Linked DNA regions of Mus musculus: all the other regions are linked to region 2. The links are chromatin contacts, called in public promoter capture Hi-C maps. All regions are on one chromosome and are shown on one strand. The core of a region is the stretch at or near the end of the contact, and the rest is flanking DNA. Distances in the headings are between cores, read along the strand shown.

Region 1 (3,195 bases), core at 351-2,850, 1.2 Mb after region 2:
TGTAACCTCATTAGAGGATGGTCCTCATAAAGCAGCAAACCTGAGTCAGAGGCACAACCAGGGAACACTTTATGGGAGAAAAAAGATGGCTCTGGTGAACTCTAGAACCACCTGTGCGCTTAGGCATTTCACAGCATCGTTGAGAGCTCCATGAAAACCCAGTAGCAAGGTGATTGCCAAGCAGCAGACACTCTGGGTGACCTGAATCAGGACTTGACATTAGCTGACTTGCAACCTGATCACTTCAAGGAACCATTTTCAATACTTTGTTTCCTTTCTTTCTCTCTCTCTCCTTTTTTTTGTATGTAAATTTCTCAATTTGAGTACCAATGAGAGAGACAGAAAGAGAGAGAGAGAGAGAGAGAGAGAGAGAGAGAGAGAGAGAGAGAGAGAGGAGAGGAGAGAGAGAGAGAGAGAGAGAGAGAGAGAGAGAGAGAGAGAGAGGAGAGGGGGGGAGGAGAAGATAAATGAAAAAATTAAAAGATGGAAATTAGAGCTGGGTGTGGTGGCTCATGCTTGTAGTCCCACCACTTGGGAGGCTGAGGCAGGGGGATTGTTTAAGGCTAGCTACATGGTGAATTACAGGCTGGCCTCTGCTAAAAAGTGAAAACCTTTCTCAAGATAACAAACAAAAGAGGATGAAAACACTTTAGCGGAAAGGAAAAGACCATATAGTCACACGGAAAAGGATAAGGTAGTAGTAGAAACAGCTTTTAGGAGTCCTAGGATAATGGGGTCTTTGGAAAAGGATAAGGTAGTAGTAGAAACAGCTTTTAGGAGTCCTAGGATAATGGGGTCTTTTTCATCCTAAAGATACAGATGTGGTTATCAAGTCGTATGCTAAGCAACTCGTCTTGGTCAAAGCTCTTCCAACACTGGAGGACTTTTGGTGGTCTACAAGGTGAAACTGCACCCTGACGGAAGGGGATCCCCAAATTGACGGAAGCAGTAATTCAGAACTAGCAAGATGGGCAGGCTTCATCAGATTTTCTAAGAAACATTCTCTCATTTTTCTCTCACTTCTGAGGAGACATGAGATCTGACATACTACTCAGCTATCTGGGGACCAGGCTGTGGGGTCGGGAGAAATTGAGAACTGGGGGTGTGGGCCTCGGGTCAGCAGTTGCTTCATAAGGCATTTACAGGGCACCTTCACTGCATGTCCTCCTCGGTGGAGGCTGAGTCTTGGCTTCCTCTGCTTCAGGAGCTCTAAGTCTGGTGGGGGTGTGGGGGTGGAGAGAAGAAAGGTAGCCGGGGGCCCTGCCTGCGTGGTGAGCAAAGGTGGGTCCACAAACAGATGCTGTGAATAGGCAGCTCATCTGTCCCTCTTCCGGCACACCCTGTAAGTAAGGGAAGCACGTTTTAGCCATCCGCCCATGGTGCCCGCAGCTCGAGAAGCATTTCTCATAGGTTAAGCATACATCGGCTTTTTCAGAAGTAAAGATCATGTCTGCCTTTGGCAAGCTCAAAACCGCCTTAGTCCCTTTCTGGGCCAGATTCTCATCTGATGTAAATCCTTGGGAGAATCAAGTTGTAGCACTGTTTTGCATGGAGTGGGAGTCAATTCAGTCTTTCCCCTGAGTTACCCTGAGCGAAACTCTACTACAGCGTCTCCATGGCAACCAGAGGCTGGCCAGTAAACTCGGTTGCCTCCTAAATCTCCCCACCCCCAGCTTCTCCCCGCTCTTTTCCACGGTTAAGAATGAGGCTCCCTCGCTCGGTGTCCCTCGCTCTCACACTCCTTTATTGCTTTGTGCTCATATCTTTTTTTCCCCCTGCAACTCCTTATCCAATCTGCTTTTAAAATCCTCCATCCAGTTTAAAAAAAAAATGAAGACGGGTTAGTCATTGCTTGACAGTAGTAATTGACCTGTTTAGACAAGACCAAGCTGATTTCAATGGGCACAGAAACCTTGGCAAACCAAAGTGGAATTTACCTTCAAGTCTAGCCAGCCTAATTAATACATTGTTGAGAATTCTGGCCAGCCACACCAAATATGGCTTTTCCACCCACTTGAAGAATTCACCAATCTGAATTCCAGCAGATACTGCAGTATCATTGTGTGTATGTGGTGTGTGTGCGTGGAAGTGTGTGTGTGTGTGTGTGTGTATGTGTGTGTGTGTGTGTGTGTGTGTGAGAGAGAGAGAGAGAGAGAGAGAGAGAGAAAGGAAGAGAGAGATGAGAGAAAAAATTATAATGCTTTGACACATGGTAAAGTAATTCTGATTAAATAATAAAGAAAGCTATGTAAGGGTAGGACTCTTGGTTGAGACATATTTACTACCAGGTGAGCAGCAATTGTCGATTGAACCTCTGTGAGCCTGTTTCCTCATCTGTACAGTGGGTTAAAGTACCTGATGCATAAAGGGACCAGCGAAGAGATTGCAGATAATAAACGGCTTGGTATATATGAAGGCCGAGTACCGCCTGAGTCCCTGGATCCCTGCTGTATGACCCAAAGCATGTGTGTTTCTCTCTTTCTTTTCTTTATTTTTTTTCTTTATTTTTTTAATTGATTTTTTTTTATGAGTCCGCATGCTCTCAGCCTAGCAACACTCTCTGTGTCTCTCCCCCAGGGGGCACCCTCCCGCCAGGGACCGAGCCCACAGTGGACACGGTGCCCGTGCAGCCCATCCCAGCCTACTGGTATTACGTTATGGCGGCCGGGGGCGCCGTGCTGGTGCTGGCCTCCGTCGTCCTGGCCCTGGTGCTCCACTACCACCGGTTCCGCTATGCGGCCAAGAAGACCGATCACTCCATCACCTACAAAACCTCCCACTACACCAACGGGGCCCCTCTGGCGGTCGAGCCCACCCTAACCATTAAGCTAGAGCAAGAGCGGGGCTCGCACTGCTGAGGGCCGAAGCAGGAACAGCGCCCCCCCAAAAAAAACCCAAGAAAGACTGCAAACACGTTGCCTCGATTTTGCACTTTTTTTCTCCTCGCCTAGTCTCTGTGTGAACCCTCAGACATCTCTCTCCAGGGTCCCCAACCCTGAGCGCTCTCATGTACCCCACACCATTCTCTGTGGTTCTTGGTTCCGGTTTCTCTTTGCTCTGATATTGTTTGTTTTTAATCATTATTTTTTTTCCTTTTCTTCTTTCCTTTTTAATCTTCTCTCTTTTATTCCTTTCTCCCCTCCCCGCCCCGCTTTTTTCTAATGATTTTAAACCAACTCTAATGCTGCATCTGGA
Region 2 (3,023 bases), core at 249-2,748:
CTTTGCTTTGTGCTTTCCAAACCTTCATACAATTCTCAGTATAGCGTGAGACCACTCATTAATGCCTGGCATTTGCATGTGCTCAATTTTTACTATTTCCTGTGGAAGACTCAGCAGAGAAACGCCTGTGAGCCCACTTCACTGCGAATGGAGACAACATTAGTGTAGTTAATAGCTGGAGATAGTCCCTGAAGATACACTTCATGATCCTGCCTCCAACTATGCCTCAGAGGGTGGCTCAATGGATTTTTTTGTCTGGTTTTATGACAAAAATAATTCTGTCTTTGGTTTACCTAAATCAGTCTGTTAGATTTGCAACCCAACTAGGCTGTCTACTGTGTATTTCCTCCAAGTTGACTCAGTTTACATGACCCTCTTCATGGCCACTGACATTGAATAAGGTGCTTTCGTGGGACATAATCAATGTATATTGAATGTAGGAGTGTAAGTAGATCAGAACTCCCAGATCCATAATTTAGGACCAAACCATCCCCAGCAACTCAAACTCAGTTTAAGTTGACATAGGAGCAACTCTGGTAGGAAATGGAGGATACCCCGGGGGATCTTATGGATGCACTAAATTGCCATAAAAACTGTCAGGAGCCACTAGAGATTTAGATAGGAGGACCTGTGTTCTTTGCACCATAACCAGCTGTGTCACCTGCTCAGTTTCTGAACACCAGTCTGTTTTGATTTTGAATCTTTCAGTGCTGAAAATCGATGACTGGAGGGAAAAGTTCTAAATTGAACCGCACCCCCAGCAAGCCAAGCACTCTTCTTTCTGTACAAGGTAAGGGGAAAGTATTTATTTTCCAGCTCAAAGGAGCTGTTTACTTAAGAATTAAGGATGCAGACGTTACTTGTTGATCAGAACTTCTCCCCATACCTTGGGTTCAATTGTTCGAGGACAGGAACCTGCGAAATCATGACTCAAGGGTGTTCTTTTCGTCAACAGATGCACAAAGGGAGTCCCCCTTCAAAAGGAAAAGTGTAAACTTTTACACCCTATCATATTTGGATTTTGGGTGTGATCTTCGGTGGAACACTTGGCACCTGCACAGTGGCCTTAAAGTTCCCTCAGCTTAGCTAGCTCTCTTGTGGCTCCAAAGCAAAAGCTCTGCCTTCAGTCAGTCCCACCTCTCAGTACTTCAATTCTATGGCTACTTTAGAAGGTGTGGCAAAAGCACCTGCTCCGGAGCTTCCCTTGAACCTCCCTCCAACTCTCATTTTAAGGGAGTTGCTAGGCCAGTTTCCTATCTATTCCAAGTGTGCTTTATGAGATCCGGTTTCAATTCCCCTGTGGTAGCTCCCAGATCCCGTTACAATTCCCGGAGCTCCTTGTACATGTGAGGGAGAAAGAGAACCAAGTGCGGGCAACAAGCTACCCAAGGTCTAGTTACTGGGGCAACCCCGGGCTCGGTGCAACGCCTCGGTGCGCTCTGTGGTCCGCGAGCGCCGCGGCCCCTTTAAGAGCCGGGCCCAGGCTGGCCCGCGGGCCGAGGGAGCCCAGAGCGCCGCGCGCGTCGGAGGAGTTGGGAGCCGGCGCAAAAGTTTCCTCCCAACTCTGGCCCCGCGCGCCGCCGCCGCCGCCCACTCCAGCCCGGGGCCTGGGGCCGGCCCTGCCACGGTCGCTAGGGCCACCGCCAGAGGCAGGGCCGGGCCGGGCCGCACCCGCAGTTTCACTTTGGCGCGTGGAGCCTCCGCTTGCGCCCGGCCGACCCTCCGCGTCCCCGCGTCTCCGAGCCCGCGTTCCCGCCCTCGGCCTCCCGTGGGGCTGCAGGGGAGCAGCTGTGGGTCCCGGTCCCGGAGGCACGCGTGGGACAGCGTCGTGTCCGCCCCACGTCCCCCGACGGAGGGGCTGTGCCTGGGGGCCAGGCACCTGTTCGGCCCAGCCCCGCGCGGGAGCCCAGGGCCAGGATGAAAGTGACAGTGTGCTTCGGGAGGACGGGCATCGTGGTGCCCTGCAAGGACGGCCAGCTCCGGGTCCGCGAGCTCACCCAGCAGGCGCTGCAGCGGTACCTGAAGACCCGGGACCAGGTGAGGGGCGCCGCAGGGGGCGAGCATGGGGCGCGACCACCGCGGGGCTCACTTAGTAAGTGTCCTAGGCCACGCACCTGCCCGTTGCCTTGGACCAGGTGGCGCTTTTTCTGGGGCTCAGATCACCCCCAGCGGCTGGTGAGCGCTGCCTGCAGCCACAACTTTTGCAGGCTGCTAATTTAAGGGACCCAATTAGCCCTGTCTTGCTATCCAGAGGCTGGAGAAGAAATGGCGGCATCCCACTCACTTGAGGGGTCCTTACAACTCCGCCATCTGGGGCCTACTCCCAAGTCCACACACCCAGTCTGTTCTGTAAGACAGCCCCAGGTGTTTGAGTAGGGGTCCAGAACCTACTTGTGGGGACACTGTGATGTTACCCTGTGCTGCTCACCTGAAGTGTGATTTCTGACCAAGTCCCGCCTTAAGGAGGCTCCTTGGAGTTTGAGCATTGATTGGCTCAAGAAACACCTCCAAAGTTATAGCTATTGGTGCTTTGAGAGTTCTCAGCTTGATGGGAGGTCTCCCAGTGACCTGGGCAGGAGGTGCTCCAGTGGGGATGCTGCCCTTATGCCAGCTACTGCACTGGGGTGTATTCAGCGAATGCCACAGTTTCTATGAGTCATAGCTAATGAGAATGGTTGTAGTGGGTTCTGGGTTACTCCCAAAGTAAGGCTGACCCACTGTTCTGCTGCTCAAGTTAGGAATAAGTAGCAGCCAAAAGCCAGCACACAAGTGGCAGGACTCCAGCACTCTGGTCAGGCATCTGGGTGACTTGTGAGAGTTCTGGTTTCCTCTATGGAACCTCTAAATGAACTCTCTAAAAAGCACCTTTAAAATTGTTTCAGTTCGTCCATGGCCTGTTTCGGATGCTTCAACGACCTCGCGAACAGATAAGCCACAAACTCTTGTTTTAGTAGACAAACTCCTGTTTTAGTCCTTTTAATATTTGTTCGCATAATGCTCGTTGTAAACTATAGTCCAATCTT
Region 3 (2,961 bases), core at 358-2,857, 1.0 Mb after region 2:
TTTCTATTCCTGTGGGGAAAAAACCTGAGAAAACCCGACTTTAAGGAGAAATGGTGTCCTTGGGGAGTTGCAGGTTTCACAGTTCGAAGAGGTATCAGTACACTGTCAGCCAGAAATGCTCAGTGCCTTTAGGAATGTGTCAAAATAAAAACATCATGGCAGAATTTCGTGATGGAGGGAAGTTGCTCGCCTTCTGGAAGCCAGAAAGCAGACAGAGATGAACAGTTTGGGTATAAGACTTCTAAGTCATGGCTTCAGAGTGACTCATTACTTAGCCAGCCCTGCCTCCTGAGCCCCGGATTAGCCACTGACTTATGTATGGATTAACCCACCACTCAAGTTAACATTTCTCAACTCAATCACCTCTCAGCATCACCACCAGCTGAAGATGAAGCCCTCAGCAGATGAATCTTTGCAGACACCTTGTACCCAGCAATAGCAATGATCTCTGTGGGAGTTGTGCATTGGTTACATTGGCATTGGTTATGATGTGCTACTCACTATATGTGTCTGTCTGTCTGTCTGTCTGTCTGTTAACTCATGGATTATTTGTTGACTGGGTTGGGACATGTATATCCCATGGCTATAAGCAACTTGTGTATGCCCAATGCTTTGGCTCTTAATACTGGCAAACCGCATGACTTTGGGCTCCATAACAGCTCTATGTGCTTAACTCTTCTTATCTATAAAGGGGAGGACAAAATTAAAACCCCAACCTCATTATTGTGAAAATTAAATAGACTTGCTCTTGTAGAGTATTGGAACAGTGCCTGGATTGTAGCAAATTCTCAATGGATGTACGCTGGTGTGGTTACGAATGGCATCCAGCCTCTAGTACGCGTTCAGCTGTGGGTGCAGGCATAGAATCCGTCAGCTCTTCTCTACCACACAAGAGACACTCCATAGTTTTTCTTTATCCTTTGCCCTGAGAAATTCAGGTGCTGTTTCTATACATTGAATCACTGTCCTCTGGAGTTGGGTAGCATTTTGTATGACCACCATGGCAAGTCACAGATGGTGTCCTGAGACATGTAATGGAAACCCTCAAGATAAAACTGAGGGCACTGTTCACGAAGAGCCCATGAAGAACCACAGTGTTCCTTCCTTCCTTCCTTCCTTCCTTCCTTCCTTCCTTCCTTCCTTTCTTTCTTTCTTTCTTTCTTTCTTTCTTTCTTTCTTTCTTGTTTTTAGCTTGCTAATAATTTCTCTGGCTTGCTGTTTTGTGAACATTTGCTTTTCCTCGCCATGCCCCGTTGGTAGATTTCCAGTCTATCTTTCAGGCACACACTTTCTTTTTCAGCCAGTTGCGTTCCCCACCAGCCTTCATTTAATCTTTGTTCACATCCCTTTTGCCTACATGAGAAACAGAGTTTGATGTGAGTGTCAAATGGATGAAAGGTTTCTCCTGGTAAGGCAAGTTTATGTGTCCTTGGGGGTCTCCCGCAAAGGTACCTCCTGACCTATATGCACTTTATTCACAGAGCTTTGAAATTTGCTCAGCTTGCTAACAAGTCGGAGAATATTTACAGAGCAGAGATGAGTCAAATGGGGAACATGAACAGATGGAGAAGAGCCAGTTGTTGCGCTTCAAGTACATTTCCCACGTTGGAATGTGTCAATGCCTGGCGGTGCACACTGCCTGCAAGTCACCCACATAGTATAAAAATGATTTCACTTACTAGCAGGCGCCTTTGTTTTGCCATTACATAATCATAAATGTGCCCCAAAGAGAAACCATTAGAATGTAAGCCAGGGCAAGGAGCCAGCCAGACGTGAGTTCTAGCCCTATTACAGATCAGGACCTACCATGTTCCTACACATCCTCAGTGGCCTTTCAGAACTAGGACAGGGACATGCCGTGACGCCACTTTTGTCTGATGGCTTGTCTTCCATCTAATTGTCTGGCGAGCCAGATTCCCAAGCATGTTGGGAGGGATATGGGAGGGATAATTGACATTGGTGCCCTGAGGTGTCCAGAGCTATCCCAACCCATTTGCTGTGCCTATTCCAGCAAAATCACTGCTCCCAGAACAGACTCAGCACAGCTTGAGGAAAGCCTGAAGAGGAACCCTCACCCCGTTTCCACCCCCAAGGCCTTGCTGTTAATCTCCACAAGCCAAAAGAGCAAATTGTCGGTGATCCACTTAGCAGGCTCTAAACACCTCAGCTGCATCCTTTCGGAGGAAGGAAATAGCTTTCAGGGATAGACGCATCTCAAGAAAGTTGGCTACAAAGTGGATTTCTATAAACGAGAATTCCATTTTCTCTTGGCTCCCATTACAAAATTGGAAAATTTGTCACACTGGGGGAAAGAAGTCTCACAGGAGATGAAAAAAAAAAAAAAAAAGAACATTTGGGATGAAAAGGAAATTAAGAAAAAGCTATCGCATTGGCACACTCTCCCTGGAATACGCTAGAGCCAGCTCGGAGCCACAGGCTGGGTCTCTGTACCTCAGATTGTCTCCAGCATCAGGAAAAAATGCTGGAATTCATTCATGGACCTTATCAGCATCCTCTACCTCTCCCCTCTTCTGCTGCAGGATTTCCCTCATGATTGACATGATTGCATTTCTGTGTTCTTGCCTCTCACACAGCTTGCTGTTGTTCCTCCATACTGGTTAGATGGAGCATTAGGCTGAAGCACAACATTTTGATGTTCACTCTCTTACTTATTGGACCCCAGTTTGTATCTGTGATGATGTGATGTGGCTTACAGGCAAAAATGGGACATTTGGGTTTAGGGCTTAACTCTACCCGTTTCATCTTTTCTTTGCATTTCAGGCCTAATTGTACTTATTTGCCCTAATTAAGTCAGTTTTGACATTTTTAATGTCACGGGCCATAATGCGAAATAATAAATATTAATTGATTTTTGTTGGAAGAGCCTGAGAGGTCATCTAGCCTACCTCCCACCCAGTTCAACTCCTAACATCCCCGTTCCTGGAAACAGTTTGGCACCTC
Region 4 (3,038 bases), core at 472-2,971, 1.1 Mb after region 2:
GCACTTAAGCCCAAAAGATTGGAACCAGCCATGGACGGAGTTAAGGAGTATGAGAGACTCGAGAAAGAACCAGGGCAAGGGCCCAGGGGTTGAGGAAGCGCTCAGTCTGTGTCATAACCATCATAAGCAACATGATGTGAGGCAGGACTCATCTGCCAAAGGGTGGTTTCTTGGGGTGCAGGCATTCAGATGTATAGATCCAAGTCCTGAGGTTGGGGATAATGTCCTTATAGGGACCTAAGGATTGTGCCTTAGGCATAAAACCCCCTCCTCACAAACATATGTGCACCCAGAAAAGCAGGCAAGACCCAAGCTAGACCTTAAACTGCTCTAAACAAGGGCCTTAGCCAGGGGGAGCCTTCCGCACCATCAGCAGTAGCCAGCCTAGTCTGGGTGACCTAATGGGACAGAGATGCGGACACAGAGTTCTTCCATGTTTTCCGTGTGATGGGAGGGAGAGATGGCACCTCTCTTCTCTCTCTCTCTCTCTCTCTCCCTCTCTCTCTCTCTCTCTCTCCCTCCCTCCCTCCCCCCCCCCACCCCTCAGAACATTAATTCCACTGCCCATATTTTGATGCCAATTCCTGCCTCCCCCATCCCCAATGTGGATTTGGGGGGGAAAATAAAGACTTTGAAGCTGAGAGAGAGGAGGAAGCATTCTCTAGACACCCGCTGCCAGTGCAGATGTCACAAGCTGTGAGTTACAGGAAAAAAAGTACTCAGGGACCCTCTGAGTGAGACAACAAGAATGAGCTAAAGATGGCCACTTTGGCTCAGGGGAAGAAAATAAATAACTAAAATACGAAGAGGTAGTGTGAAAGCTTCGAAAGGAATTTTTTCATTTGCGAGAGATTACGAATAATGAAATGCAAACACTGTAGTTAATATGTCTGTTAGCTGCCTCATGCTGGCTTCTGGGAGGCAGTAATAGGCTGGGAAAGAGGGCAACTTTCAAGTTATCCAGTTTCACTGTCCTTGGGGTGAAGCTCGAGTCTGCACCCCAGACTTCTTGATCAAACAAACACTGGAGATTCAAGGCTGCATGCAAAGCCTGCGTTTATTCCAAAGCCACAAACTTCCTGAGCCTCCTCCGAGCCCTTCCCAAATGAACCTGACAACGCTGAAGTTTCTAAGGAGATTTGCTCCAGCTGCAGCAAATCCCTAATAATAAAAAACTTCCCCAAATGACTCTATCACACAGGAGATAAATGAGACATTCTATATGAAGTCAGTGTGTCACTGGGACTGTGCCCTTTCTATCAAAAGCCCTTCTAGAAGGCCACATGGTGAGGCGGAACTCGTCCACAGGGTGCAGCCAGGACCCTGGAGGGAGAACACACTTGCATGCCAACTTGTAACTCCTGGTCTTGTCTCCCTCAAGCACGCGTGATAGAAAAACAAAAAACAAAAAAACAAAAAACAGTTTTCCTAAATTTAAGGACTGGTTATTTGCTTCACAAAGCGATTGGGGGGGGGGGGTCCCCTTAACTAAAAAGCACAGAGAGAGTGTGACTCACTGGCTTGGAGGAACTTTTGTTCAATGTACACCGCCTTCACTGGGTGTGTATAGATAAAGTAAACACGGGTTTGTTGCTGCCCAGGTTACAAAAAAGACATGGGGTCGGTGTGGTCACTGAGTGACCTGAGGCAAGCCCTTAGCAATGGCAGCTATGGCCTTTGTTGGTAGCCCTGCCTTCCTTCAGACCGATTCTGTCAATCATTCTTTAAATGACTCCAAAGGTGATTGGGCAGCCTGACAAAACCTGCCCACTTCTGAGGACTAGCCAGTGGAGTGGCAAGATCTTGGTATCCTTTGTAAATAGATAAATAAGTAAATAAAATGTAAAACACCAACATAAAGCCACATATCAGGGTTTTTAAATTATATTTAAAAAATATTATTCATTGAGTATGATATCTGAAATACTATTCTTTTTATGTTGACATGTCATGACTATTGTGGTTTTTGTTCTACATACTCCAGCTCAATGAGATGGATGGTAAAGTGATATTGGAAGAGAATCCACACCTATCTGCTAATTTTTTTGTTTTTTTTTTTTTTTTTGTTGTTGTTGTTGTTGTTGTTATTGTTTGGATTTTTTGAGACAGAATCCTGCATAGCCTAAATTGGCCTTGAACTCTGACCCTCCCGTCTCAGTCCCCAAGGGACAGGATTTTGGCAAGCACAGCTTGCCCATCCCAAATAAATCATAAGGATTGTTTTTCTCAGCGTTTCTACTTTGAAAACTTCAGGACTGCGGCTCTTTTTATGAATCTACTCTTATCGAAGGAAAGTGAACTTACAATACTAACTCAGATAGCAGAAGAAAACAAAGAAATTGGAGTTACCCTATTGGTGATGTAGCTCTGCTAGCATCTTAGATTAGGCTATTTTTTTTTCCAACTTCAGTTTTCTGGCTGCTTAGGCAAGAAAATTCATGTGTACATTTTAAGATGGACTTTAAAAATCTGTTCTTTTTACATTAATAGTATATCATGAACTTTTTTCCTATAGAGCCAAAAAAGTCCAGACCTGCCACACTGCTTCTCTGTAGCCACTGAATTCTTCGTTTTATAAATACACCAGAATTGATTTGCTCGCCCTCCCGAGTTGGATTTTTCAACATGATGCTATTTATAAGGGAAACATCTTCTCACTTTTCATATGCTTCTGAAAAAAACACTCATAAGAATGCATATACATCCTCACACCACTCTCTGATTGTTTTCTTAGGGGAAAAAAAATCCTAAGGTCCTGGCTTAAAGGCTACATACAGGATAACTTTGTCTCATTCTTGCCAAAAAAAAACCAAAAAAGTACCTTCCGAATGTTTGAAGAGCTTCCATCTCCAGTCTCTGAACTCCTACTCCTGGATCCCTGTCTCTTCAGAGAAGCATCATCTATGTGCATGGCTCAACCTCTTTGCCTCCAAAACGGGTGTGAGAATTTGACAAACCAGTTAGTTTCCTTAAGCACAAACTGAGTGCCAGACACTGTAGTAACTCTTTATGCAGATGAGGTTCAGTCATGCAAAGCT

What was found. Promoter capture Hi-C pulls out the DNA fragments that hold promoters and counts their contacts.
Region 1: a contact with region 2 is called in a promoter capture Hi-C map of liver, with 5 times the contacts expected there. The contact joins the promoter of 4930487H11Rik here to the promoter of Pard3b in region 2. A contact is called at or near these places in 5 of 39 promoter capture datasets (embryonic stem cells, frontonasal cranial neural crest, hippocampal neurons and 1 more), 1 of 115 datasets of contacts at active chromatin or transcription factors (neural tube) and 1 of 9 other capture datasets (embryonic stem cells).
Region 3: a promoter capture Hi-C map of hippocampal neurons shows a contact between it and region 2, with 10 times the contacts expected there. The contact joins the enhancer-like site here to the promoter of Pard3b in region 2. A contact is called at or near these places in 5 of 39 promoter capture datasets (cranial neural crest, embryonic stem cells, frontonasal cranial neural crest and 2 more) and 7 of 484 Hi-C or Micro-C datasets (the HL-1 cell line, cardiomyocytes, cerebellar granule neurons and 4 more).
Region 4: a contact with region 2 is called in a promoter capture Hi-C map of liver, with 4 times the contacts expected there. The contact joins the enhancer-like site here to the promoter of Pard3b in region 2. A contact is called at or near these places in 4 of 39 promoter capture datasets (cranial neural crest, liver and second pharyngeal arch cranial neural crest) and 2 of 115 datasets of contacts at active chromatin or transcription factors (cardiomyocytes and stem cell-derived neural progenitor cells).

The regions. Positions count from the first base shown.
Region 1 is chr1:62,793,132-62,796,326 of GRCm38.p6, forward strand. It overlaps 4930487H11Rik (RIKEN cDNA 4930487H11 gene), which reads right to left and starts at 1,601. Exons shown (of 3, transcript NR_040601.1): 1 at 1,422-1,601; 2 at 1,265-1,340. All of the region lies in intron 15 of Nrp2 (neuropilin 2), which reads left to right.
Region 2 is chr1:61,637,326-61,640,348 of GRCm38.p6, forward strand. It overlaps Pard3b (par-3 family cell polarity regulator beta), which reads left to right and starts at 1,499. Exons shown (of 23, transcript NM_001081050.2): 1 at 1,499-2,037. The coding sequence starts at 1,918.
Region 3 is chr1:62,686,019-62,688,979 of GRCm38.p6, forward strand. No RefSeq gene overlaps it. Among named protein-coding and RNA genes, the nearest start is that of Nrp2, 16 kb to the right of the region's middle. Within about 2 kb of position 1,608, at least 11 of the 459 cell types and tissues checked have an H3K27ac peak or open chromatin away from gene starts, as enhancers often do. A contact at or near this core is called in hippocampal neurons, where this site is marked.
Region 4 is chr1:62,733,005-62,736,042 of GRCm38.p6, forward strand. The region is part of intron 2 of Nrp2 (neuropilin 2); the gene reads left to right. Among named protein-coding and RNA genes, the nearest start is that of Gm29083, 16 kb to the left of the region's middle. Within about 2 kb of position 1,722, at least 15 of the 459 cell types and tissues checked have an H3K27ac peak or open chromatin away from gene starts, as enhancers often do. A contact at or near this core is called in liver, where this site is marked.